7 separate regions of the Mus musculus genome follow, and all the other regions are linked to region 6. Evidence: chromatin contacts called from public promoter capture Hi-C data. All regions are on one chromosome and are shown on one strand. Each heading gives the region's core, a stretch centred on a gene start, on an enhancer-like site or on the middle of the called end of the contact. The rest is flanking DNA. Distances are from core to core; before and after follow the strand shown.

Region 1 (3,723 bases), core at 1,201-3,700, 1.4 Mb before region 6:
TCTGTTGCATTAGTTCTTGGAGTTCCTTAGTTACAGCAGGGATGTTCCTCGGTCTGAGCCTGTGGGAGCTTTGAGTGGGAGAAGGGCAGAAAAGAAGGCTGCGGGAGGCATAGGCGCTCTGGCCTGTGGATGGGTAGAGTGCTAGCACTGATGCCAGTCTTCTTCCCTTGCAGCATGACGACCGGGAAGGCGAGGGCAGCGACAAGTGGATGGGCCGAGGCCGAGGCCGAGGAGCCTTTCCCCGGGGGCGGGGCCGGTTCATGTTCCGGAAGTCCAGTACCAGCCCCAAGTGGGCCCATGACAAGTTCAGTGGGGAGGAGGGAGAGATAGAAGACGACGAGAGTGGGACAGAGAACAGAGAAGAGAAGGACAGTTTACAGCCCTCAGCTGAGTAGGGGCCGCTCTTGATGGAGCCCTTGCCCGGGGAAGAAAGGCGCTGGGAGAGGCTGGTGGAGCTAAACAAGGAGCCTCAAGAAGATCCTGAAAACGCCACCCCACAACCCACTTGCCACACAGAATCCATCCCACGACAGCAGAGTGTCCCTGGTGCCATCCGTCTCACTGGACAGAGGACAGGACGTTGCCACCGAGCCTAGATGAGACCACACACTGGGCTCCTGCTGCTGCTGGTGGTGTGGGGGGTGGGCAGGGTAGGGAGAAGGATGCTGATGCTTGGACTTTGTTTTGGTTTTGTTGTCCCACCCCCACTCCCACCCCAATTAGAAACCAAGTTTTCTTCATTGCATTTCATTTGGAACTAAATGGGAATTTGGTTTTCAGTCTCTTCCTGTCCTGAGTTTTATTAAGAAATCCTTTTTTCTTTTTCTTCTTTTTAGGGGATATATAGTAATATTAGTGTAAAGATTTTAATTTGGGCAACTTTGACTCTTAAGAGAAAACAAAGCATGTGAATAAAAATTGAAGTGTTCACCTCAGTTTGGGACCAAACTGCTTGGATCTTGTACAAACCGGTTTTGTATGTTGAGGAGGAGTTTAAGGCCTTTCTGACCACCTCGTGTTCCCCTTTCTACACAGCCATGTATCCCGTGGAGTTGCTCCCAGCCTCCCCATGCACCCTGCTCTGTCTCATTTCTCCTGGGCTGGGCTTCCCATTCTCCACCAGCAGCTCCAGTGTCCCAACCTTTGTAGTCCTGCTGGTCTTCAGCAAGAGGAGTGGAAACTGGAGGGCAGTTTCTGGACGGTTTTCTAAGAAACTTCTGAATTCTATTATCTTTACAAATACAAGATGAGAAAATAATTTTTTCAATATTTTTTATTAATCTTTTTATAAAATGAAAAGAAACGCCTATGATTAAGGATGGTGGTTATGGCTGGGTGGTCTGTGGGGTTGTGTGTTTTTGGGTTTTTCCTTTTTTTTTTCTCTTTAACCTTACGTTTTGGGTTGAAACATTTTCAGATGTTGGGGGGCATCCTCATTAAAGGGTCCTTGTGCTTGCCTTCCGGGGCAGCGGTCCCCAGCAGGTGAACCGCTGCCTGCGCGCATCTGTTGGACGCCGACTGCACCCTCCTCCCTCCCCAGCCTTCGCTCTTGGGTTGTTGTGCATACTTCCCTTTACTTTGCTAATTTCAATAGTTATGTTGGTTTTACTTGAATGATTCATGTTTAGGGGAGAACAAAAAAACACCCTTAAATTTTTGTTTCAACTCCTCCTGCAAATAAAAACAATAAATGAAGTGGCAGATGTAAACGGACTGTGTTTGTTGCTTGTGTGAGTGACCCTGGGTTAATAGGTCCCATAGAATATACCATAGTTTTCGTCTCTGGGAAGAAGGACTTCTTGTTCTCAGTGGAGGCTGTGCATTCTGTGTTTTTGACTCCTCCAAGAACCAAACCTAGCTACCATGCCAGAAGTCAGGACTTTGGCTTCCTTGGTGCTGGGGCAGGGGTCAAGGCTGCAGTGAGCTGGCTCGGCCTTTATATGTTAACCCACAAGGAAGAGGTGAGCCTAGCCCAACTGGTAAACTGGGTGGACCCTAACCTTCAGACTCTTGCCAGCCCTTATTAAAAGTTGATTCTTGCTGCCTTTCCCCAAGGAGAATCTGCAGTAGTTATCAGAAATCCAACTAGGCCCCCAAGTGAGTCGAAGCTTCAGGGGGGGTTGAAGTTTGGAATATACCCGCCATAGCTTTTCAGAGACAGGAGCTAGTATCTCTATCTGGGGCCACTTTCCCAGGAATGGCCCCACCCTGGTATGTACCTCTTCCACCTTCCCCTGCAGCTAAGAACTTGCAAGCCAGAAGAGGGTGGGCCAGGAAATGTTATAAAAGACATAGAGTCTGGCCTAGGTTGGGAGACTTGGCTAAAGTAGAGCTCTTGGGGAAGCTGTTACCCCAGCCCTGGGCTGAGACCCTGGACTCCTCCTTCAAGAATTGGGGCCCAACCTGCTGAGCCAGGCCGCCCACTCCTACTACCTGGATCCTGACCTATGACTCGAGTCTCCGCCTCATCCACATCCAGTCTACCGCCTGGCGGCTTCGCCCGCCCTCCGAGCACCCAATGCCCAGCCTGACGGTCAGGCTGCGCAGGGAGCCCCAGAAGTCATGGGTATGTGTGTGGGGGTTCGGGGTGGGTTCTTCTAAACACTTTCCGAAGGGCAAAGTCCACGGACGTCCCCACAGCCTTTCTTAGCTCGCTTCCGCCCGTAGAGGTCCTGGTCCTGGCCAGATACCGAGCGCAGACGGAGGACGAGCTGAGTCTGGCTCCGGGGGACGTGATCCGGCAGGTGTGCGCGGGGCCCGCTCGGGGCTGGCTGCTTGGGGAGTTGCGGGGCCGCCGCGGTCGCTTCCCCAAGCGCCTGGTGCAGGTGAGGCCTGGTACGGGTATGGCTGCGCGGGGGAGCAGGAGCGGCCCTGGCCTCAGCCTCGGGCCTTGTGCCTAGTGCCGCCCCTATGTGATTTTCCCAGGAGATTCCGGAGGCCCTGCGGGGCGTCACCGAGTCCAGACCGCGCTTTCCGCGCCGTAGTCGCCGTGAGTCGGGCGCTGGGCCGGCGGGTGGGGCCTCACTGCCCGCGTGGAACATGACGGCTGTGGGTGGGGCACCCGCGGCTATTTTGCAGCCCCCTGATTGGCTTGAAGTACAATGCTCCGCTCGAGGGCGGGGCCTGAAGCTACTAAAGGGAGTTCTGGGGTCCAACTCTTCCCCAGTGCTGCAGACGGGGCTCCCTGCTCAGAGCTGCTTCCCTGCTTGTCTGGCCTAGGTCACCCCATCAACTCTCGGGACCCCCAAAGATGGTGCAGAGTGAACTTCAACTACAGCCCAGAGCAGGCAGACGAGCTGACGCTTCAAACTGGGGAGATTTTGGAAGTGATAAAGGAGGTGAGGGGTCCTGGGGGCACTTGGGGAGATGCTGCAGCTATTCACACAGAAGAAAGTGAAGTAAGGGTGGGGGCGATGGGAAGGGAGGCAGCTGGGGAGGATGTAGTCCTTGGGTAGAACCAAGGATGGACACCTCAGTTACTCTTGGACAGAACCAGATGCTCCCGCATCCTTCCCCTTCCCCAGATTGAGGACGGCTGGTGGCTGGGAGAGAAGAACGGGCAGTTGGGAGCCTTCCCATCCAACTTTGTGGAATTGCTGGACAGTGGGCCCCCAAGTGAGACCGTGACCCTGTGATCCCCTGGGACCAGACTCAGCAATCTTCAGCGATCTTCCCAGTGACCCTCCTGACCTCGTGACCCCTTTGGCCCCCTCCCTTGACCTA
Region 2 (3,783 bases), core at 1,064-3,563, 1.9 Mb before region 6:
CAGGCTCACACCAGATAGGTAGGTGCCTTTGCTTTGTGAGATCGGTTGTGGCAACTGTGCTTTTTCAGTTCTGACAACGCACTTCAAGGAGCTCCAGATCTAAGCCTTTTTCCTCCTGGGATCTAGGATTCACTGCTCTTCACTTTCAAAGCTTTCCCTAATCTCTCCCCACGGTCCATCCCTAAAGTCTCCTCCTCTTCTTCTTAAGTCTCCAAAGCTTGACTGCTCTAGTCTCAACTCAGCAAATACTTTCTAGTTTGTGTTACAGTTATTTTAACACACATCTGACTTTTACTGAATTACTAACATTGTGTGTGTGTGTGTGTGTGTGTGTGTGTGTGTGTGTGTGTGTCACACATAAGTGTATGGGTGTACCTGTCTCACCCGGGACAGAGAAGGACATCAGGCCATCCCTCACCTTATTCTCACGCAGCAGAGGCTCACCCTTTGGGCCTGACTGACTGACTGACTGGTCAGTGAGCTCCCAGGATCTGTGTTTCCTGCTCCCAAGTAGGGACACAGCCATGCCTGTTTGATCTTTTTTCTTTTAAGTGAGTACTTGGAATTTAAATTCTTCATGCTTACACAGCAAGCACACTGACCTACTCAACTATCTTCCCAACTACATAGTATTCTTTTTTTTCTTCCTCTTTTCAGTCCCTAGCACTGTAAAGAACACAGAGAGGCATGAAACTTGTCAAATGAACTTTTAATCCACTGAACAAAAGCTAGATATCTTTCAAACAGTAACATGCCTATGATCAGTCATGAAAACACTCAAGATTCTGTGGGTCAGTTGTCACTATAAAGGTAGTGAAGTTGTTAAGGGTAAAAGAGATCATTTTGCATAATGTCTACTAACTTGTTTTTGGAGTGCTGAGGCTGGGGCCTTGTATATGGTCGAAACATATGTTGCCACTGAATTGTAGACTCAGTCCCAAATTACACAGATTTGAACCTAGGTTCTACCACCTGTAAGCTTAGAAACTTTTTCTTTGATAATTTTAAAATTTTTATTTATTTATTTAGAGACTCTCTCTCTTGTTCTGCACAGGTGCACATTGCCACAGAACAGGTGCACAGGTCAGAGGACAACCTGCAGGATGTTGGGGTGGGGTCTCTTCCTCTGCCATCTGGGTTCTGGGACCAAACTCCGGTTGTGAAGCCTGGGCAAAAGCATCTTTACTACTGAGTTATTTCAACATCTCCTTAAGAAAGTTTTGTACATATACACACATATACACACACACACATACATATATACACATACATAGATATGTATACGCACACATATATGTACACACACACACATATATATGCATGTGTGTTATATATAATATATACTATATCTATACATCTTAGTTATACATATTCTGTCTCCAAAACTAACTGCAAGAAGGGCACATAGTAGAGCCAAACTTTTAACAAATTAAAATGTTAACGATGGACACACCTGATACATATATGCTTCAGTTTGTTAAGTGTTTGTCCAATGCTAACTCCTTCACTCAATCCTCTCAACAAGTTTTGAGTTGGTTATTAGTAATTTGAGAGATAAGAAAATCTGGGCACGGGAAAAAAAATAACGTACAAAACTCACAGAGCAAATAAAGAGAGGCCATCTCTGCTGCATTCCACTATTTAACGACAAGTAAAATCTAGCAGCCAGGGAAAGGCGGAAGAGGCTCTGAGGTGAGCCACTGAAGACAGCGGAAGCAGAGTGGAAATGCCAAACTCTGGGGAGTCTCACTCTCCCCAAGATCCCACCTTAGGGCACCCACAAATTATAACTTCTATCTGGGGCGACTGAAACTTGCCAGAAATTCAGAAATTGGAGGCGCCGGGCACACACTTGAGCTCTCATAAACTTAATTCCCTCACGCTGAGCAACTCTCACCTAGCAAGCCTCATCTGACCCAGAATCCCAAACTAGAGCCCTAAGCTTGTCTGCCGGCTCCCCCGGCTTCTCAATCCTGCAGTGCCAGCAGGGCAGAGCACACTGGGCTCCATCTTCCAAGCTGCCCAGAGGGAGGCCCACGGTCCCCTTCACCAACTCCCGCCGACTGCCCCTCCAGCCAGGCCCGCCGGGCCTCCCCCTGCTTCCTCTCACCGTCCTTCATCTGGACAATATTGCTGGCGGCCACTCGGTCGGAAGCGACGAGGACATAGTCTGGGCCCTGGATGCCAATGAGGTACTCCATGGTGCCGGGAAGCGGGAGGCTGCAGAGGCCACGGACAGGGACACTTCCCGGGTACACGACCTCACCAGTGAGACAGCACACCCGGACTGAGCTGGGGGTGACGCAAGACGCGCGACGGCCCAGTCACTGGCGCGGCCCAATGACGTCACCTCTCGCGAGAGAGCAGGCGGGAGCTTGGGTGCTTTTCCGCGCTGAGATTGCGGAGTGGGCTGGTCTAGAGGTGTGGTTTGGAAACGTAGCTGTGGGTGATGGGGCGTTGCGTTTCCTTATCTACCAAGTCGAATTTTAGAGTTTGCACGCAAATCAAGCCGTACCCTGTGTAAGAAGTACCAGCACGTGTGGGTGCTACAGAGGAGAGGAGGTCTTCAGCTTTCTGGTTTTCATTTCCTTGCTCGTTAAACAAACGGGAAAATTTTCCCTGCAAGCCAGATTGAAGAACAATTTCCCCGAGCCATAGAGTTAAGGACCAGGGGAGCAGCCTAGGACAACACATCTCAAAAGCAAAACAAACAAACAAACAAAAAACCTACTTGGCGGTGGTTCCCTCTTGAAATCCTAGTACTGGATAGACAGAGGCAGAAAGCACGTTAGTCAAGCCTGTCCCTCGAACCCACGGTAGAAAGAACAGACTCCCCAAAGTTTTCCTCTGACCATCACACTAGCGCGTTCATCCCCAATACAAATAATTTTTAAAAAAAATTTTAAATTTAAATATTTTACTATACTTCTGTTTCATTACATTTAAAATATTATTTTAAAAATGTATTTATTAATGTAAATGAGCTAAATACCTAATAAAAATGGGAAAAAAAAGTATTTATTTACACTCCAGCCATTGCCCCCCTCCCCAAAGTTCCTCATCCCAACAAATTTTTAAATGTTCACTTTTATTTACTTATTTTTTATATTTTGATTTGTCCCGACAGGATTTCTTGGCTACTCTGAAACTCACTCTTATAGACTAGGCTGACCTCGAACTCAGAGATCCACCTGCCTCTGCTTTCTGAGTGCTGGGATTAATGTATTGTGACACCACCACCCGGCCTTTTTTGAGAGATGGGGTATTACTACTATGTAGCCTTGGTTGTCCTGGAACTAATTTAATTGTGTTGACCAGACTAACTTCAAATTCACAAAAATCTGCCTTCCTCTAACTCATCAGTGCTAGAATTAAATTCCTGATCCACATGCCCTACATGAAATATTTTGGAAAGAGTAAGATAGGAAATTAGGGATGGACTGGAGAGATGGACCCGTGCTTAAGAACACTGGCTGCTCTTCTGGAAGACCTGGAATCAATTTCCAGTACCCATAAGGCAACTGGAAGACAGCTATCAGCAACTCTGGTGTATCTCTGTCCTCTGAAGGCACTTCACACACTTGATGCACACACATACATTCAGGCCAAAACCCCATAACACATAAAGTAAAAATAATTCTTTTAACAATAGAAAGGGTAATAGAGGAGAGACTACAATTAAACTGCATATAGAAATGTCTTAGTGAAACTTGTGACTTTGTACAGTTAATATACTTGTGCCGGCTAGTCCTCTGTCAACTTGACACAGACTAGAGCTATGTG
Region 3 (3,578 bases), core at 578-3,077, 1.3 Mb before region 6:
ACCTTTGTGGCTATTCGTTTGTTTCCTGTAGTGCTAGGGGCCAAAGCCAGGACTTGTACACACTAGAGCTCTTTCACTGACTATGTCCCCAGCCCTATCTCCAACAACTACCAGCCCTTGCCCTGTCACTGACTATATAGCTTCCTGATGGCCCTCATTTGGAACAGAGGTCCTGCTGGGAGGTTGACACTAACACCAGAGGAGGAATGTGGCTCTCGGAGAGTGGGTAACACTCATTTAGTAAGCAGGGGCCAGTGTCCCAGGAGGACGCTTAGTGTAAGAAGGGAGGCTGAGCAGAGGCAAGAGGTGCCTCCCAGTGACTGTGGAGGCGGCTCTGGGCTGGCCTGGGGGAGCCTAACTCCCTCTGCGGAGACTCAGGCGCACGCTTTCCATGTATGCCCACTTACTGTTTGTTTGTTTCCACCTCTGAAGAAAACTTTTCAGATAGGACAGCTAAGACCCAGAAGGAAAGGGACCTGCCCGAGATCACACAGATTGTAGCACTGGCAGGTAGGACTAAGCCCAGGCCTGTTAGGCCCCAGACCCCCTAGGAAGTGCCCAGCCCCCAAATGACTTTTCCTTCTGTTCTAGCCAGGCCGACTCATCTCTTGAGTTTCAGACTGCCTTGGCCTTAAAAAAATAAAAAATAAAAAAGACCAATTCCTCCCTCACCCCCAAAGTCTCCAGGCAGGCGGCTTTTGGCTCGGAACCTTTCTAGGAAGCTCATGGTGTGGTCCTCGCAGCTGGGGGTGAAGACAGCCCTCGCCAAGAGGCCTGTGGGAGCACCGGTGAAGAGGGGTGTCTCTTCCTAGCTGCAGTGCCACTGCTGAGAATCAGCAGTGAGGCACTCAGTGAGGGGCCTTGAGCACCTCTTTCTAGAACAGTCTCCAGGGAGGGTGGAGGGTGGGCTCAAGAACAGGGTATATGGCTGCAAATGGATTTCCCCAGGAGCTGCATCCAAGAGGCTCTAAGAGCCCTTCAGCTACTTCAGGGAATTCTGCTGGCAAAGGGCTTGGTGCAAACAAAAGCCAGTCTGTCCTCCACATTTCCCATTGAAGTGTGGGCACCAGCTCTTATCCAGGAAGTCCTACAGAAGCCTGGTTGGTGGCCTGCAGGCTAGAATGTAAACAAAGGGTCTCAGCAAGGGTCATCTGCACATCTAGATGCAAAATGCCCCAGCTCTGAGCCTCCTATGCCACTGCTCCACACAGGACTGCACAGCTTTACAGAACAGCCCTGTGTGTCTGAACTGGCCACTGTAGCCACGAATGGATCCTGTGGTCTCTCAGAGGATCCTCAGAGGAGGCTTAGGGTGCTGGGAGGATAGCTCAAAGCAGAGGCAGAGAGTCTGAGACTCAGATGCCCGGGCCTGATCCTGTCTCTGCATTTCCTTGCTGGGTGAAGGTCTTGGGAAACTCAATGCCCTTTTCTGTGAAGGGGACTATGGCAGAGCCTGACTCTCAGGACTGGGCAGGCTCTGAACAGGTAAGATGGCCCTCCATGGGGTTGACAGAGGAAGCTGTCAATAGCCTCTCACTCTCTGCCAGCCAGCATGCCCAGGAGAGCCCACAGGAGACCGACTCTGACATGAGTGACAACAGGCTCTGGAGGCTCTCCCACAGGAAATGCCATGGTCAGCCCAGAGACCTCCTAAAGCTTAGCAATAGTGGCCTGCCTTGCCACTACCACCACCCACGCTGGGAGAGTGGCAAAGAGCTCCCCAGGAGCCCCAGACCCCCCAGTTAGTTGGTCCTGAAAGGAGAGCAAGAGCATCGAGGGGTGGCGGGGCAATGTGCGTCAGCAAGGCCTGCTTTGGGTGAGTCACACTTCAGCTATGGCCCCTGGGCTACCACAGTGTTCTGCTTTTCTAGGAATTGGTATGCAGCTTGCCTACCCAAGAGGAAGGAGGAGAAGGAACCCACAGTCAGCCTCACATAACCCCAAGGAGGACTTTAGACATTTCAGCCCTTGCTTCCCCGTTCCCTTCCCTGGGGCTCTCGTCCCATTTGTCTGCATTCCACTGGCTAGCACAAGAACCTGGCAGGGTGGGGGAGAGAGGGCTGGCATGCCTGGGTACTTAAGTGGAAGGTAGCTGGAGCCTGTCTGTCCTAAGTGAGGTGCAGTGAGCACTCTGCAAGCTGAAGATACTTGAGACCTGCTACAGCTATACTGAGGGCTCCAGAGGTGTAGAACCAGGGGCTGGGAGATGGGAGAAAGCAAAACCACCAGTGGAAGAAAGAAGCCTAGCACACTAGTGTAGTTAACAGCCAGGAACCCAACCGTGTGTTTCCATGACAACCCCTGGGATGCTCATTTAGAGAGCCGGCAAGCCAACAAGCAGCTGTTATGAAGAGCCTGAGCTCTCTAGTCCAGCTGGTTGGGACATGGGTTTTGCAATGTCCACAGAAGGCCTAGGACAGGCAGGACCCAAGCTTTCCTTTTTCTCACTCATATTCATACGTACATACATACGTATGTATATATGTATATATTATGTGTGTGTATACATATATGTATACACACACACACACACACACACATATACATAAATACTTTTTTTTAAGACAGGGTCTTTCTTGCTTATATAGCTCAAGCTGACTCAAGCTTGTGATGCCCCTTGCCTCTGGCTTCCAAGTGTTAGAAACCAGGCCTAAGCTCTCGCATTCAGATGATAAACTCATTCTCTCTAAGGCAATACCCTCTCCACAACTTGCCAAGGTGGCCAGCACCCTCTAACACCTGCCTTCCTCTTCGAGTCCCAGCCAGGATTGGAGGGCCCTTGGTCTCATCCGAGAGGTAGGAGCTCCCGGCCCATTCTTCTGTTTCTCACTCACAGGAACCTCAGGTTCTGATAGAATTGACATTCGTGTGTTCTTAGGAAGGGCCAACCCCAACCTGGCAATTTTACATCTGTATGTATCTCAGGCTGCTCTTTGTAGGAAGGTGGAATCACTCCACTTCTACAGATGAGAAGCAAGCGCAGAGTTCTGGTAACTAGAGACGTGAACGAATTCACTGAACAAGTAAATAAACATACAAGAGGCGCAGTCGGCGGTGCAGGGCGGGCTCTGAGCCAGGTCCGACCCCCACATCCTGCCCCTTCATCTTCCCTAACTCCTCACTTAGCCAGATGGGGTGAAAGCAGTCCTGGAATTTCCTGTTTCCTTCCCTCCCCTCTGCAATGTGTGACACTAAGGATTGTGTCCTTTCACGTTCTCAGGCTGGCAAACCTTTGCTCATCCTTCCTAACCAGCCAGCATGCAGCTAGCTCCCCGACACCGTCCTCGGTATGTGATGTGTGCTTTCTGGTCATCAGACGGCAAGCTACATGGGGTAGGCCAGAAATAAGTCTGTAGTTTCAACCTCAGGGAGCTGGGAGAGAGCAGGGTCGCTTAGCTGGCTCTGTATGGTACTATGTTGTATCAGCTGGAGCTTTGAAACCTGTGGTTCTCACCCTCCTGAGTGGTCCACCTTCCTACAGCTTCTTTTCCCATGACCACTGAGGCTTCAGCTATTAGACAAGGACAGTGGGACCTCTCCTGGGCTGACCACATCATGGAACAAATCCCCACTATGAC
Region 4 (3,879 bases), core at 219-2,718, 1.5 Mb after region 6:
CATGTGACACCTTCCTAGACTTCCTGGGTACACTCCTCTACATCCTTCGAGCTCCATGCAGTTGAGCAAGTCCCCAAAAGAGAGCCTGGTAGAAACAGCTTGACACTAGCAACTCCCCTCAAGGCAACTGGATGAAACTGCTCTCCTTGCTTTCCACTGCCCTAAAGCCATCCCAAGTCAGTCAGTTCAGGTTAGAGCCCCCAGTTTTGCAACCTACACTTTCAGGTGTCATTTCAATGCACTGAGTGCCAGACCCACTTCTACCTGAGTGGGGCTAGACACACTAGAATACCCAAGTCCCTTTATTCGGATCCCGAATTACACAAATCTCCTTGGGTTCCAACCCCTGCTCTACCCCACCCCCACCCAGTAGCCCAAGGTCATCAGGTTAGCAAGTGGTGGGAGACTGAAGCCAGGGTCATGACCACATGCCTGGCTCATTTTGCTTCCACCCAAGGCTTCTCAGGCAACATGCTGTTATGTTCCCCGGTCCTGGCAGTTTGGCCTCCGCCTTCAGGATTCCCAAGGTCCCCAGGAATCTCCCGAATGTGTGCACACCGCTACTACTCACCGTCAGCTGGCTGCTGGAAGTTGACGTAGGCATAACCCAGAGAGCGCCGGGTGATCATATCGCGACAGACCCGGATGGACAGCACAGGCCCCGCAGGGCTAAACTTTTCATACAGCATGGCTTCGGTGACGTCCGAGTGCAAATCGCCCACGTATAAGGAGGCCATGGGGTAGCTGCTGGCTGCAGCGTTCATCTCCCCACCCCCCACGACCCCGAGCCCCGCCAGGAGGACTTCTAACAAGGCCTACTGCAGGACAAAAGGGGCTCCGAGGAGCTATGGCACGCGCCGCAGCGCACAGGTGGCACCAGCGACGCCGGAGAAGGCTGGAGCAGGGAGGCTCCGAGCCGGGACCCGTGTGCGGGACGACTTGCACGGGACTGCAAAAGCCCCAAGACAAAAGGCTCTCAAAAACAATATGGCCCGCTCCTGGAGTTTGTACTCTCCAGCTGTCCTGGCTTGAGGCTTAAAAAATAAAAATTAAAGTAGGAAATCCCCTCGTAAAGGGGGCAAAAAATTTTCAAGAGGCAATCAGATGCTGCGCTCACGGCCGCCTTGGGAACACGCGTTTCGTGATAAATATAGGCCCCGGACTCCCGGCGGTTTACAGTTACAGCAGCCCAGGAAGGGGGAAACCAAATCTTTGCGGGTGCCGGCGAAGGGCAGTGCGGACACGTGGTGCGGCCAGCCGGGGCGCGGGGCTGCCACGCGGCGCAGAGGCGTGCAGGGGCGGGCCGGGCCGAGGGGGATGGCTCACCACCGGACGGACAGACAGACGCTGACGGACAGGCAGGCCGGAAGCTGTGAAAGTCACTTCCCCACGGGCTCCCAGCACAAGTCGCTGTCTGGTTCTTTTTCTTCTTTTTTTCCCTTTTGCTTTTTTTTTTCCTCTTCTTTTCTTTTCTTTTTTTTTTTTTTAAGGTTTTTGAGGCTTTTGTGTTTTTTTTAAGCTTTTTCTTTTTTCTGCTTCAGGCGTGCTGAGCCCAAACGCAACACTGATGGCTGCGACCCGGGGCGGAGAGAGGCGGCTGGAGCCGCCACCGCTCCATTTATACCCTCCCGCCCCGGGCGCTGCTGGTCGAAGGGCGCCTCGAGACCTGGGCGCAGTCGTGCCCGCCCACTCTGCCCCGGGGGCCCAAGGCGGGGCAGTCACACCAGAGTGACCTGGAGCCGCCCGCAAGGTGTCACAGCGTCCCCTTGCGTTTGGAGGACCAGCAGCACGCACCTGTATGATTCTCTTTCTGCAGTGTATGGATTGAGTCATGTCCTCCCCAAGACCCACACGCAGGTATAATGTTTAAAACATCCATGAAATGCCCAAATCTACACAAAGGGATGCTAAAGTACAGCTACTAGGTGGCCCAATACATGGTTGAGCTGAATACGTAAGACATACGAAAGTTTTAAGAACATATAACCTTGAGGTTGGATTTTGGAGGTCATTAGAAATGGTGGTGGTATCTTAGGTGATGAGACTGTTTTTGAAAAGATGAACAAATCTTGCCAAAGCTTTTATAAAACAAAACGTGACTGTCCGCTCCTGTTTTGTTCTGGTGGCACGCCTACAGCTTAGTTTGTGCAAAAGGAGAAGAGGAGAAGAAAGGTGTATTTGGGCTCATGGTTCTTGTATAAGGGAGCTATCTCTAGTGATGTCCTTACAAGGCATCTCGTGGCGACTCATGGCACAACACAAAGAGAATGCATCTGTGCATGTGAAACAATGTTTTTGTTACTATGTAAACGCTAGTTAAGAGTTTACGCTTAGATGATGAAGGGTAATCATTGACTTTTTACCCAAATGAAGGTTTCACTGACCATTTGAAGATCATGTTATCTCATGAGACTAAATATGTGGAGTTATAGCAGTATTTCCTTACTCCATAAGTGCCAGGGACCATTTTTTTTTCTATCCTTATATTCACTCAAACCAGAAATTAGCAAAAGCTAGACAGATACTCGTCTACTGGTTGAAGCAAACAATTGAGGAAATATAAGTATTTAATCAATCAATTCATTCCAATAAATGGCTAATCAGAGCTCCCCCCCCAGCAGATGCCATGGTTGCCATGGTTACCATGGTATACAAGTAAGAGTCCCTCCTTACCTCTGAGAATAATTTCTGGTGACTATATTAAATAAAGAAGCCTTGCTAGGTGTAGTGACTCACACCTTTAGTCTCAGCACTTGGGAGACCGATCCCCCCTGAGTATTTGTGACCAACCAAATGGATATTGCAAGTTCCAAGCCAGCCAGGGCTACATAGTGAGACCGGTCTTTTAAAAAAAAAAAAAAAAAAGCCGGGCGTGGTGGCGCACGCCTTTAGTCCCAGCACTCGGGAGGTAGAGGCAGGTGGATTTCTGAGCTCCAGGACAGCCAGGGCTATACAGAGAAACTCTGTCTCGAAAAACCAAAAAAAAAAAAAAAAAAAAAAAAGCCAAAAAACAACAACAACAACAAAACAAACAAAAACAAAAAACCAAAAAACCCCAAAAACCAAAAAAAAAAAGCTGGAAAGTGGTGGTACACACCTTTAATCTCAGCATTTGGGAGGCGGAAGCAGGAGGATTTTAACAATTTTGAAGTCAGCCACAGCTGGGTGGGTGGTGGCTTGTGCCTTTAATCCCAGCACTTGGAAGTCAAAGGCAGGTGGATCTTTGAGGTTGAGGCCAGCCTAGTCTACAGCCAGGGCTACACAGAGAAACCCTGTCTTGAAAAGCCAAAAAAAAAAAAAAAAAGATTTGGGCTTTATGGCTTTATTCCTAAGATATATTTTTCTGCAAATATTCCATAATCTAAAAAAGGGAGGATTCCAAACACTCTAGTCTCAGGCATTTTGCCTGTTTCTTCATTTAGTGTCTGTCTTTCCCTATACACAAGCCTTATGAGAACAAGACCTTTAAATGACGTCTAACATGGCACAGACTAAATGCTCAATACCTGTCTGTTGAATAAGCACATGAATTCAAGGCATAGATAAGCAAACGCCACATGCTTTTACGCTCATGACGGTCTAGTTCAGAATTTCCTGCCTCCACAACTGTCATCCTGCTATCTTCGCTGAATTTTAATCTATAAGTAGCCTAATAAAGTCTATTAACACAAGGGGTTGGAGAGAGAGCTCAGCGGTCAAGAACACTTGCTGCTCTTACAGAGAGACTGGGTTTGATTCCCAGCAACCATGTGGCAGATTATAATCCCTTATAACTCCAGGTCCAGGGAATCTGAATGCAGTACATGTACATACAGGCAGGCACTCACATAAATACAAGTAAAAGAATAAATCTAAAAAATTCCTTTAGAGCCTATTAAT
Region 5 (3,768 bases), core at 675-3,174, 1.5 Mb before region 6:
GGAGAAAGAAGGTGGATCTCTGTGAATTGGAGGCCATTCTGGTACACTGGGTGAGTTACAGGCCAGCCAGGGCTACACAGTGAGTCCCAATCTAAATATATTTTTTCTTTTGTTTGTTTATTTATTTATTTATTTATGTGTGTGTGTGTGTGTGTGTGTGTGTGTTTGTGTGTTGGTTTCTCTGTGTAGCCCTGGCTGTCTTGGAACTCAATCCGCAGACCAGATTAGCCTTGAACTCAGAAACCTGCCTCCCGGGATGAAGTACATTCTTAATTCTACATAGGAGTGCAGAGATCAGAGAGCAACTTGCAGAAATTCGTTCTCTTCTACCATGTGGGTCCCAGGAATCCAACTCAGATCATCAGGTTTGGCTGAAAGCACCTTTACCCACCAAGCTGTTTTTCCCCCTGAAGCCTGTCTTGAAAGTCTGATCCTCCAGCCTCCACCTTCCAAGTGCCGAGATTGCCGGCCTGTGCCATCACGCCTGTGCCATCACGCCTGCTTGATGTAGTGCTGGAAATCCGAGCCCAGGGCTTAGTGCACGCTAGGCAGCCACTGTGGGCTGCACTGCACCCCCACATCACTACTGCTGTTTATCAACTTTAGAGTTTCAGGAGACGTGTCACTCTCGTTGCTGGCCTTTAGCACCATCCTTTTCTAAAGTCACTCAGCCTCCACCTCGGGCGAATCTTCCCTCCCCCCTCCCCCCAGGGTTCAAAGCGCCAGTTACTTACTACTGGGATAGAAACTGCTGCTAGGTTGCCTGAAACTTCTCCCTTTCCCTGAATCGTACTCCCTGCCCTCTCCCTTGGAATGACTGTTCTGTGGAGGTGCTCTAAGGAAGGAGGGTCCAGTGGTTAGGAAGGGGAAGGAGAGACAGGGAGACAGTGCCTCCCTGGCCCTAATCTGTGGACAACTAGAGAAATGACCTCCAGGTCAGGACAAAGAGCAGGGCTAGGATAGGCAGAGCCCAGCGGCCCCTCCTTCCTCCCTCCAGTCTGGTCCTCTCTGCACCAGTACCTCTACTATCGATCCACCTTCCCAGCAAGCTCCCTGCACCCTGTCCGAAGCCAAGCCCGACTTGGCTCGAAGCCCTCACCTCAGCGGGCGGGCATTGAAACAGGAGATAGGAGAGCCCACTCCAGAGCCCCGAGTATTTTCGGGGAGGAGGGTGAAGTGAGGCTTACTACTCTTTATCGCGACGAGCCGTAGGAAAGAAAAATCCTTCTGGAGAGATGTGGGGGCGGGGGATGGGGGTCTTCTGATGAAGGTAGGGGAGGCTCTAGGCTAGGACCACCCAGTTTGGATCAGGGAGGGCCCCAGCAGATTAGAGACCTGAGTAAAGCGCCTTACAGGGTTGTAATTACTCCCAGAGAAACAGAGAAGACACCAACCCTAGGGTGCAAGAGGAAAAGCGCCTTCGCAGCCATCACCAGAAAAGAGAAAGGATAGCCCTTTTAGGAGTCTCCATGAGACCGTTCTTCAGGCGTTGCAACGCCCCCCCCCCAATAAAGATTTTTGTCTGAGGCAGGCTTGGGAGAGAATTTAGACTGCACGCTAGAGCCTCCAGCATCCAGAGAGAGAATAGGGGATCCTAACCCAGCACCCCACTCCCCTAGTCCCAGCGGCCGGTGAGTCACCCGAGAGCTCCCTACATAGTCTTCAGGCGCGCGGCACGTACCAACGCGCGGCCGCAGGGGGAGTCAGTGTGGCCAGCAGCGTGCCCCCAGCTCGGCGTCCGCCCTGCGGCGACCACAGAAGGAGCATCGTGAAGTTCCGGGAGCTGCATCGCAGGGCGGTGTCGGAGCCCTCTGGTTGTGCCCGTGGTGGCTCCGTACTCCATCACTGCGGGGGCGGTCATCCCCCGCGCACTTGGTACATTCGGAGAGGCCAGGCCCAGCCCGGGCGGTACAATAGGGTTGGGCCGCGACCAGGACTGGGCCGGCGCGGGGCAAAGGAGCAGAATCGCGGTCGCGGAGGACCGACCTCGGGTAGCTGGCTACTCAGAGCTTCGTTAGCCACCGGCCTCTACCTCTCCCACTCGGAACGCCGCCGCCTCTGGGTCTTTGCCCGCTGGGCGGGCCGGGCGGGATGCGCCGCGGGACCCTGGTCCTGGCCTCCGGCCGTCGCCGCCGTCGCGGCTGAGACCCTCCCCCAAAACCTCCAGTGACGCCGCAGCCATGGAGAGTGGCCCGCGTGTGGAGCCCGGCCCGGGCGCACCCGCAGGTAAGCCGGGAGCCACACAAGAGCGAGCCCGGAGGGGGACCGAGTAGCCGCAGGGCGGCCGAGGATGAGGCTGGCGGCTGGGCGGGGACCCCTCCCCCCCGCGCCCTCTGACCACTTAGAAGTTTAAAAATAAAGGCTGTGGCCGCTGCCGAGGCTCCGGGCCACGGACGCATCTTCTGACAGCTGCCTCCTCCCCCCAACCTCCGCGCCGGGAAGCACGGGGCATCGGGATCCGTGGGAACCCGGCTAGGGATTCGATGGGGTGACCCTTCTGCCGCAGCCTGGTGCTATCCTCTCGTCCCCACCCCCACTCTCCTTCGAGATCCACCCCAGACTCTGAAGATCCTCTTTTACTGAGCTGGAGCTACTGTCTTCTCCATCCTCCGCGGGCACGTGTGACCTTAGTCTTAATATGTGTGTTAGGGTACCAGATTCTCAGGTCTGGAACTATGCATACCGAAGCTAGGCCCTCGTACCCCCACGCCCAGGCCCTGGCCCAGACCTCGCCCCCACCCCATCCGTCCAGCTGCCGCGCAAAGGGCCTGTTGCTGTTGTGGGCCGACCAGGAGGGGAGGGAGACGAGGGGGAGGTCTTTAGCGGTGGCTGCCAAGTAACCCGCCGGATAAAGGCGAGGGGGAGGGGGAGGCGGTATTGTTTGGGGCGCGGGTGGGAGCTGGGGAGTGGGCCGCCTTCCCAAAAGCCAGGCCTACTTCAGAGCCCACCCAGTCTGATTTGGGACAGGAGTGACAGAGGTCTGCCGGCACCACGTCACTTCTTTGGGCCGGACTCTGTAGAATGAGGTGACCGCTCAAGGATGGCACTCCCTACATGCCACATCATTCCCTCAGACTGAGGGTTTTTGGATGCTTTACACACACACACACACACACACACACACACAGAGTCTCAATGCCCTAGACCACCAAAGCTCTCCTTTCCACCCCTCACCCCACCAACCACCAGTGTTCTGGACTTCTGCAAACCCCATTCTATCTGGGAGCAGCTGACGAGGGGGTGGGGACAGAATTCTGGTTGGGCCCCGTGTTGGAGGGAGGACTCTTTCTTCCTGGAAGGGGAGGGAAAAGCTTGATTACTGAGGACCCAAGTCCTGATCCACTCACACAGTCATCCCCACATTTCCAGAGAGTTCCCAGCCTAATCCTGTCACCTCCCTGCCCCCTGGGGTGTGGAGCCCCGGATTGAGAGCATCTATAGGGGTGGAGAGCACCCAGGATGAGGTGGGGGCTGCTTGGCTGTGGGTGGGCTCCTCCCTGTGTCTTCGTGGTGCTTGGTGGGGATCTATGACATGTAGGTGGAGATTGGTGGGCTTCTGGAGGTTTACAGACTGTGCTGGCAACGAGGGTGGTCCAGTTTGTCTTGGTTCCACGGAGCCTGAGAGGGGACACCTAGGGAGGCCCAGCCTGGTCTAGCCATCTGCTTACTGGTATTTTGCACCTGAGAGTTCATGGCACTGGGGTGTGCACGAGAGCCCAAATGAGGGCAGGGACACAGCCTTAGCCGGGGCTGGTTTATAATTAGGGC
Region 6 (4,121 bases), core at 1,182-3,681:
TGGGACATTGCTTCCTGATCTATTAAGAAGCCCTCTTCACCTTCCACCAGAAAAGGCAAGGGTTCTCCACACTGTCCATCGTCTTCATCATCCTCCAAAGTGCCAGGGTCCTGTTCTATGAGAACAGTGGTCCTATCATAAACAGTTCCAGATGAGGAAGGCACCAGTCCGTTGTCATCCACAAACCTGAGCATCTTGTCATGCGGGGTTAGGTCATCCTCCTCTCCCTTAAAGAAGATGATATTGTCGTCTGGACTGTGTTCCCCCATGGCTCACGTGTGCTCAGCCCAATTGTGAGAAATGGAAAGGTAACGGCCTTTCTGCAATAGATAACACCAGAGTTAGAACCACAGCCCAAGACACACCTATGTCCTCAAGGGATCCTTAGGGATCACTTTCCCTCATTTTAAAGAGCAAAGTGCTAATCCCAGACTTTGGAATGCAGAGGCAGGCAGACCTCTGAGAATTCCAGGCCAGCATTGTCTGCATATCAAGTTCCAGGCCAACCAGAGTTGGTGGTGAGACCCTGTCTCAAAACAAAGAGAGAGAGCAATCCAGGCCTAGGAATGGTGGTGAATGTCTTTAACCCAGCACCTGAGAGGTTGAGTAAGCTGGATCTCTCTTGAATTCCAGGTGAACCAGAGATACACAGTAAGAATCACACACACACACACACACACACACACACACACACACACACACACACTCACACACACACACACACACACACACACACGCATGCCGGGCAGCGGTGGCGCACGCCTTTAATCCCAGCACTTGGGAGGTAGAGGCAGGCGGATTTCTGAGTTCAAGGCCAGCCTGGTCTACAGAGTGAGTTCCAGGACAGCCAGGGCTAAACAGAGAAACCCAGTCTCAAAAGAATCAAACACACATACTCAATCACACAGAGGCAAACCAAAGCAAAAAAAAAAAATTATGTTCCTTGGAAATACTTAAAATCTGACACAATCAGTCACTGACAAGGAAAAAGCAAATCTTTTTTTTTCCCCCAAAAAATTCAAAGTTGGCATTCACAAGACCTTCTACTGTCACATACTTTAAAGATGGATCTATGAAGCTAAGGAGGATAAAAGAGCAAACAGGTGGCTGTTTAAAGAAAGAGTGGCTACAAACCTTCAGTGAGGTGCTCCCGTCCCAATGCCCTCCCTCCCCGCAAACACACCGTGAGGCAGTGCCACGGCCTCATGTAGTTGGTGGTGCAGAAACAACACTCTGAACATAACCACCTCCAAACCCTCCTTTTGCCCTTTACTGCTTGGACAACCTATCCGTGCCTGCTTTTCTACAGTGGGACCAGGGCTTCCTGTTTCATACAGAAAGAGAAACTGCAGGTAAAGAAAAAGGGTGGCTTCCTTCTGTCATTTCTAGAACACATCAGGTGGAGGGGCTAAACCCTAATAAGGAGTAGCTGATGCAAATCACTTTAATTATTTATATCGTAAAACATGATCTGGACCAGAGAGTACACTTGTACAGAGTGACTAGGCTTTCTGACCCGAAAGGCTGACTTAACATAAGCAATACTGACACGAGCAGCTCAGGAAATATCAGCAAAATGAATGACAGACATGCAGACGGTCTCTTTTTGAAGATAGCCTCTTGAGGAAATTACCAAATTTGAAGCTTTCATGGTCTGGAATGGTGATTCCTCCTTCACCCGAAAACACACAGGTTCTACAAATGTGGGTTTGGCAGACACAAAAGGAGAATTTAAAATAACCAGCACATCACTTAGTTCTCAACCTGGTTCTGCACTTTCTCTTCAGCTCAAGAGTCGGCAAAGTGAGCCTTTACTAGCCGGAGTGACAAGCAGGCGAGGTAGTTACCAGGCACAGGTCAAGGGATCTAATCTGAGAGGAACCAGCCCGAACCTTTGCTTACGCAACCCCAGAAATACACGTTTCTCGGTGTCTGAGAGGAGAGATAAGAGACCCGGTGGGCTGCCCCGGGAAACGCAGAGACCAACTTTCTGTAACAAGACCAGGAGGTGTGAGGGTGGCCGAGGACTGCGAACCCAGCACCTCTGAGAGACTAGCATGAGGACCCTGACCGGGAAAGCACCCCTAGTCCAGGGCTACAGAGAAAAACCCCGAGGCAGTCTGGGGGCTACGAGCTGGGCTAAGAGGGGCAGGGTCCGGGTCTCCATGGAAACAGAGAAGGGGGGCTGGATACCCATCCCCATGGAAACGGAGGAGGGGTGGGGTCCCTCGGGTGAGTGGAATGAAGTCTCAGCCGGGAATGGCTACGGCAGGGAGCCCCAGTCCCGCACCCCCCGGATAGTTCCAGCCCCAGCCGAGTCCAGCCTCTGCTTTTACCTCCGCGGCTCCCGGCAACGGCGGCAGCAGCAGCTTCTCCCCTCCCAAGCGGCACCATGATTGCCCCCACCTGTCCCTAGCGTCACTTCCGCTTCCGCTTTCCGGAGGAAGGAGAGGCCCGGGGAGCCCTGGGCCTGCTGCTGTTCGTGATTGGCTTCTACTCTCCAGGGGGCTGAGACCGCGCCTCTCCCCAGCGGGCTGTGGGCGGAGCGAGTGGAGTCTGGCGCTCCGGTGCCGCACCGGGAAGCTGACCATAGAGAGCGGGCTGTTTCGAGCGCGGGAGGATACGCGACATCAGCGGTGAAGTCGAGGTGTTCTCAGCCCCAGCTGCGTCCACAGCTGCAGCAAGAAGGCTGCAGTCAGCCGCCGCCTTCCAGATGCGTAGGCCAGCCCACGGCATCCCTCTCCTCGCCCCACTGTACCCACGCAGCATAGTTCACCTGGCTGAGGCTCCCCCCCAGGACCGGAACGCTGAGCAGAGCCCTCCAGAAACTTCTCGTTCTCACGCGCCCGCGGGAGCTAGCGGTTCCAACCTTCCTTAAGGAGGGTTTTTGCTCTAGAAAGGGTCAGCGCCACCTACTGGCCAGTCCCCTGTCAGCTCTTAACACTTATCCTACCCACCCTTGAAATCCACTCGGTGGTAGCAATATTTCAAAGCCCAAGAAGATACTTTTCTCGTGTTTCTATTATATTCCTGTATATGTAATTTTTAGACTCTCACATAAGCTAATGCTTATTTACCCCATGAACGACTTCTCTCGAATGTTTACGTTGGAGCAGTGCTCTTAGAGGCTAGATCAGGGTTCAGGCCCAAACTGCTGTGCCATTCCCTCTGAGTAAGGTTGAATAAGTGACTCTGGCGCACCAGCATGCCACAGATCAGCTGCTCTGTTCTTAAGCCACAAAGGACTAGCTGCCAGGAACTACCATCTCTTGAGAGAGGAGGATTGGGGAAGAGAAGACCAACTGACTGCTCTGACCTTAGAGTTCTTTTGAAACCAGAACCCACATTAGATGGCTCACATCCAGCTTCAGAGAGATCTGAGCCTCTGGCCTCTCCTAGCACATTCACACATGCATGTACCACCACCACCACACACATACACATAACTAAAAAAAGAGAGAACCATAGTCACCATTAAAAATACATTTTCATTAAAATATATTACATATATGAGAGGTGCTGCATTATATACAGTTGGGAGGACTGAATATCCTACAAAATCCCACTTGTTTCACCAGAACCCCCTTTCTTCAGTGCTCTTGGGGGCGACTGAGAGGCCTTGGAGTTGAGCAGAAAGGGAACAGGTGCCCTATGCATGAACATGTTTGCGGCTTGGACAGTGGAAGCATCTGGATGGCTAAAAGTTGTTTATCCAGGAACCTCTAAGCAGAGTCCTGCCGCCCCAAGCCATTCTCCTTCAGGGACTTCAGTTAGTCCAAGTATCTGACCATGAGATGCTCAGTACGGGATATGGGGAACTCACTGACTGCATGTCCTGGAGGCTGGCTGAATAAGGCAAAGTACAGTTACTTAAAACTTTTAAATAAAAATGAATAGGGAGCTATTTGTGTTAAATAACTAGAGTTGAATGTGGAACGTCAGTTCTACTATGGTGGATTGCCCCCATGTCTTCACAAGTCAGCATGGGTGTGCTAGCCAATGGCATGGAGAAGGGGCAGGTCTAGGCTCAGGTAGAAGAAACAGGTGGCTGCCATTCTTCCAGCAGCCTCAGACCAGCTTAAGGCAGTTCTTGAGCTGAAACAGGTGGGGCTGACAATTGT
Region 7 (3,857 bases), core at 233-2,732, 1.8 Mb after region 6:
CTTACTCTATGTTTAGCCAGACTAACATTCCCCAATATAAGGAGTTTGGTCTAATGTACATATACACACACACACACAGTCACCATAGTTTTCACTGTTAACATATTTTTTAAACACTTGTAATAAGTGCTTCACATATATTTCATTTAATGATCACAAGGTTGTTTTTTATATTCTTCCTATTTTAGCAAAGGAACAAAGGTATCTTTGTTCATGTAGCAAAAAGTTGGGGGAAAAAAAATCTGGCTGAGATTCAGTTCAAGCTAAACTCTTTATCTCCCTAAGCTGGCACAAAGCAGGCTGCAAACAACTATTTGTTACATTACCTTACCTTTTAGTATAAGCTGATGATCTTATCATGGAAAAATAAATTATGAGGGTAGAAACAATGTCAGGAGCCTTATGAGGTAAAGTGGGGCAAAGAATTAATTACTAATTTTAGGTTACTAACCATGAGTTCTGCGACTGGTTGTATATGTTCGACACCTTTGAACATGCCTAACAGCTGTTGTAATTCTTCTCACATTCACCCAAAATGTCACCTACTCTCTAGCTCAAATGCTCCTACATCCCCGAAAGTCCTCTCGCAAAGAGGACAAAAGGATTAAAAAACAAAAACAAATAAACAAAAAAGCCCTCAGGTTCAGCCAATATTTACCACAATGTCTGACCTTCGAGCTGGCCTCCCTCTCTCCACTGTAACACTCCAATGTCTCACTTATTAAATACTTTAGCCTTGTGATTGTGGGGCAAATGACATTTCCTCCACTTTACAAATATAATATTCAAGTAAAGGGCACTGTTGATCTGAAGTCACGAAGCCAGTGGCTGCCTCTGACTGCTCTAGTGCCCAAGAAGACACTCACAGGTGGCATCTGACTTACCTTGGGCTAGAATTAGAATTATGGCAAAATTTGGGAATAATTAACTTACTGAAATTCACCGGATGTCAACCTTAAACGTTCCACTATCTCTCCTCCATTTATTTGCAATGTGCCACGCACAAGGTCACTTCACCTCCCCAGCCCCCAACATTTTTATCCATAAATGAAACTGTTGGTACTATCTACGAAAGAGTAATGGCCTGAGAAGTTACTTAGCGATCACAGGACACAATGGACACTGTCTGCCATTGGAATGGGTACCTAGCAGGTGTGGGTTCCTTTCATCTGGATCCCCATACGCCTCGAGGTTCACCCACTACAGCCACGCGACAGGGTGTCCCCTAGTCCAGAGGCCCGCACGCGACCTCCAGGGTTCCCAGGCCCCCGGGCCAAGCACGCTGCCATACCTGCATGGAGTCGGCGCTGACGATCTCGCCGCCGAGCCGCTGGCCTAACTGCAGAGCCAGGGTGGACTTGCCAGTCCCAGTAGCCCCGAGAATCACTACAAGTGGCAGTGTTCGCCGCAGGCCTCGGAATCCAGAGCTCACAGGAACTGCTCGTGCAGCAGCCGCAGCCGCCATCTTGAAGGCATCTGAGCATGCGCCGAAGCAGCTGTCCCCATGGCAACAGTCAGTGCGCCGGCGCGGATCTCCGGCTCAGAACGCGGGGAGGGTGGAAAGGAGGAAACTGTGGGACAAAGGTACCAAGCTTAGGAGGCCCATGACGTAACTGCCTTCGACTAGCTGAGATTAGCCCACCGACTTGCTTTCTCAAAGGAGAGATGGCAGCCCATCTAAAATATTTCTGTCTACATTGCGTCCAGGCACCCAATTCTTTTTCCTCATAGCATTAATTCAAGAATAAAACTGTATAACTGGCCTCTGGTTTATTGTCTGAGTTCTACCACAGGCTGTTAATTTCACAAAGACAAGAAGCACATTCTGACTAGTTCATTGCTGAGTCTCCTGTGCCTAGCACAGGCACCCACCAATGATTAAATGGACAGAGAAACGACTTGCCTACCTTAGCGTTGGATTTAATAAGCTCAGAGAGTGTCCGATTCTCAGTCATTCTTCAAAATCAGATCTGTCCAATTCTCAGTCAAGAGCATGGCTCTAATGTTTGAATTCCACACTCATTTAGACACAATCAGAAAGCAGGACAAAGCTCTGCGTTGGCATAAAGCAGTCAAGAGATAGGCTTAAAAGCAAAAGAACAAGCAAGTGAATGACAACCCAAAAATTAGAAGAGGAAGCAGAAGAAAATCAAAGGGTAAAGCAGATACAAGTGAGGGAAAGAAAAATCAGAATCAAGGATGGCCAGACTTCAAGATTCCACACACCACTTTGAGAAATGGCTTTAAGAATCCAGAGAGATGGTTTAACATGTAAAGTTGCTGGCAGCCAGATCTGATGACCTGAGTTCAATCTCCAGGATCCGCATGTGGAAGGAGAGAGCTGATGCTGACCTCTGTACACACACACACACACACACACACACACACACACACACACACACCACACACACTGAAGTTTAAAATTAAGAAAGAATGGTTATGGAACCCGATGAACCTAGATTCAAATTCCAGCTCTCAGACTTATCAGCTGAGAGCTGATTAATTCTCATCAGAATTAATTCCATTAGCAGCATTTTTTTTTCTCTTTGTCTGAAGACTGAACCCAGGCCCCCCCTGGGTGCTGAATATACACTCTAGCACTGAGCTGAGCACACTTCAGACCCTTACTTCACCTCTTAACCTCAGCAATTTTATCTTTCCATTCTTCCAAGGATTGCCATAAGGAAAAGGTGAAATAATGTCTGGAAAGTGCTTGCTTCAAATGCACTGGCACATAACAACCACCATTTGTTAAACAGTTTGTGTTATTATAATTGTACAATCCCATCTGCCTCCCTAAATAAGTAAGAGCAAAAGCCTAAGGGCAGAGAATCTTTCAATAACGTGTAAAGATGCTTAAATACCCCTTCTGCTAACCTCTAGCTAGTTGGGCAGTTTAAGGGGTCTGAGGATGCAGGTTTAGTGGTAGAGCATTTGCTTAGTCAGCATGAGGCTCTGGGTTCAGTCAGCACTTGGGATGGGGGCGGGGGCATAAGTGCTTTTTCTCTGAGACTGCTTCGGTCTAGCTCCTAGGTAAAGCCACGAGTAGTCTGATATGTTTTGTAATGTGGTGGCATGATGCAGCAGGAGGAGGTGCCTCAGCATGGGGCCGCTGAGACCCCCACCCCCAGGTATCAGCCACCCAATGGGTCTAGTAGGAAATGTTTATTTGAGGGATGAGAAGGGAGTGGAGGCAGAGAAAGAAAGGGGACAGAGAAGGGCAGAAAGAGAGAGGAGGGAGAGAGAAGGGAAGAGGTTGGCTGGGAAAACGTGGGGAGGGGGCAGAGAGAGAGAGAAGAGAGAGAGAGCAAGCCTGAACAGTCAGATAATAAGAGCCAGACTAGTACCTGGCTGTTGCTAGGTAACTGTTGGGCGGGGCCTAGGAGAAAAGCTAACATAGTCCCCCACACATCCAGAAATCCTGAGTATATCACTGGCCTACCTAGAATGACTGCCATTATATTTTTCATCACTTCAATCTCCTTAGGCTAAATGGCCACTCTCCCAGACCTAGGCTAAACCATATAGCTACAAATATTGTTTAGGAGAACTCCCATTCCTAGTCCTTGGTCCCTAAGATCTCCTTCACTCAATCCAGGATATTTTGATGGAAAGCCTTGTTCTCTCTAATTTGTGGTACCCGCCTGGGGCTGAGTTTAAAATGGAGATGTGTGGCCACATATCCGGCAGACACTCTCACATGATGGTTGTTAACTGTAGAGCCTTTGCCTGGAGACTTTCAGAGGGTATGGTTACCATGACAACCACCAGAAAGATGGCAGGCCGGAGGAATGATGTACATAAAGAGAAAGGGGAAGCTGATTTTATGATGACAGTCTCACGATGACAGACTATGT

What was found. Promoter capture Hi-C pulls out the DNA fragments that hold promoters and counts their contacts.
Region 1: a contact with region 6 is called in a promoter capture Hi-C map of liver, with 2.9 times the contacts expected there. The contact joins the promoter of Sh3d21 here to the promoter of Mtf1 in region 6. A contact is called at or near these places in 3 of 39 promoter capture datasets (hippocampal neurons, liver and pre-B cells).
Region 2: a contact with region 6 is called in a promoter capture Hi-C map of pre-B cells, with 2.4 times the contacts expected there. The contact joins the promoter of Psmb2 here to the promoter of Mtf1 in region 6. A contact is called at or near these places in 2 of 39 promoter capture datasets (liver and pre-B cells).
Region 3: a contact with region 6 is called in a promoter capture Hi-C map of hippocampal neurons, with 2.7 times the contacts expected there. The contact joins the enhancer-like site here to the promoter of Mtf1 in region 6. A contact is called at or near these places in 4 of 39 promoter capture datasets (the C10 cell line, hippocampal neurons and liver) and 2 of 115 datasets of contacts at active chromatin or transcription factors (astrocytes and large pre-B cells).
Region 4: a promoter capture Hi-C map of pre-B cells shows a contact between it and region 6, with 6 times the contacts expected there. The contact joins the promoter of Pabpc4 here to the promoter of Mtf1 in region 6. A contact is called at or near these places in 3 of 39 promoter capture datasets (the C10 cell line, liver and pre-B cells).
Region 5: a promoter capture Hi-C map of pre-B cells shows a contact between it and region 6, with 3 times the contacts expected there. The contact joins the promoter of Map7d1 here to the promoter of Mtf1 in region 6. A contact is called at or near these places in 3 of 39 promoter capture datasets (cranial neural crest, hippocampal neurons and pre-B cells).
Region 7: a contact with region 6 is called in a promoter capture Hi-C map of pre-B cells. The contact joins the promoter of Trit1 here to the promoter of Mtf1 in region 6.

Annotation. Positions count from the first base shown.
Region 1 is chr4:126,162,068-126,165,790 of GRCm38.p6, reverse strand. Sh3d21 (SH3 domain containing 21) reads left to right here and starts at 2,450. Exons shown (of 16, transcript NM_001162533.1): 1 at 2,450-2,566; 2 at 2,668-2,825; 3 at 2,926-2,989; 4 at 3,220-3,338; 5 at 3,525-3,615. The coding sequence starts at 2,563. Thrap3 (thyroid hormone receptor associated protein 3) reads left to right here. Exons shown (of 12, transcript NM_001356455.1): 12 at 174-1,709. The coding sequence ends at 395.
Region 2 is chr4:126,676,173-126,679,955 of GRCm38.p6, reverse strand. Psmb2 (proteasome (prosome, macropain) subunit, beta type 2) reads right to left here and starts at 2,313. Exons shown (of 6, transcript NM_011970.4): 1 at 2,111-2,313. The coding sequence starts at 2,201.
Region 3 is chr4:126,130,205-126,133,782 of GRCm38.p6, reverse strand. All of the region lies in intron 6 of Stk40 (serine/threonine kinase 40), which reads right to left. Among named protein-coding and RNA genes, the nearest start is that of Eva1b, 16 kb to the left of the region's middle. Within about 2 kb of position 1,827, at least 233 of the 459 cell types and tissues checked have an H3K27ac peak or open chromatin away from gene starts, as enhancers often do. A contact at or near this core is called in astrocytes, hippocampal neurons and liver, where this site is marked.
Region 4 is chr4:123,280,500-123,284,378 of GRCm38.p6, reverse strand. It overlaps Pabpc4 (poly(A) binding protein, cytoplasmic 4), which reads right to left and starts at 1,468. Exons shown (of 15, transcript NM_130881.3): 1 at 572-1,468. The coding sequence starts at 764.
Region 5 is chr4:126,254,475-126,258,242 of GRCm38.p6, reverse strand. It overlaps Map7d1 (MAP7 domain containing 1), which reads left to right and starts at 1,924. Exons shown (of 18, transcript NM_001347198.1): 1 at 1,924-2,226. The coding sequence starts at 2,181.
Region 6 is chr4:124,800,859-124,804,979 of GRCm38.p6, reverse strand. It overlaps Mtf1 (metal response element binding transcription factor 1), which reads right to left and starts at 2,431. Exons shown (of 11, transcript NM_008636.4): 1 at 2,337-2,431; 2 at 1-320. The coding sequence starts at 269. Inpp5b (inositol polyphosphate-5-phosphatase B) reads right to left here. Exons shown (of 24, transcript NM_008385.4): 24 at 3,469-4,121.
Region 7 is chr4:123,014,218-123,018,074 of GRCm38.p6, reverse strand. It overlaps Trit1 (tRNA isopentenyltransferase 1), which reads right to left and starts at 1,482. Exons shown (of 11, transcript NM_025873.3): 1 at 1,292-1,482. The coding sequence starts at 1,465.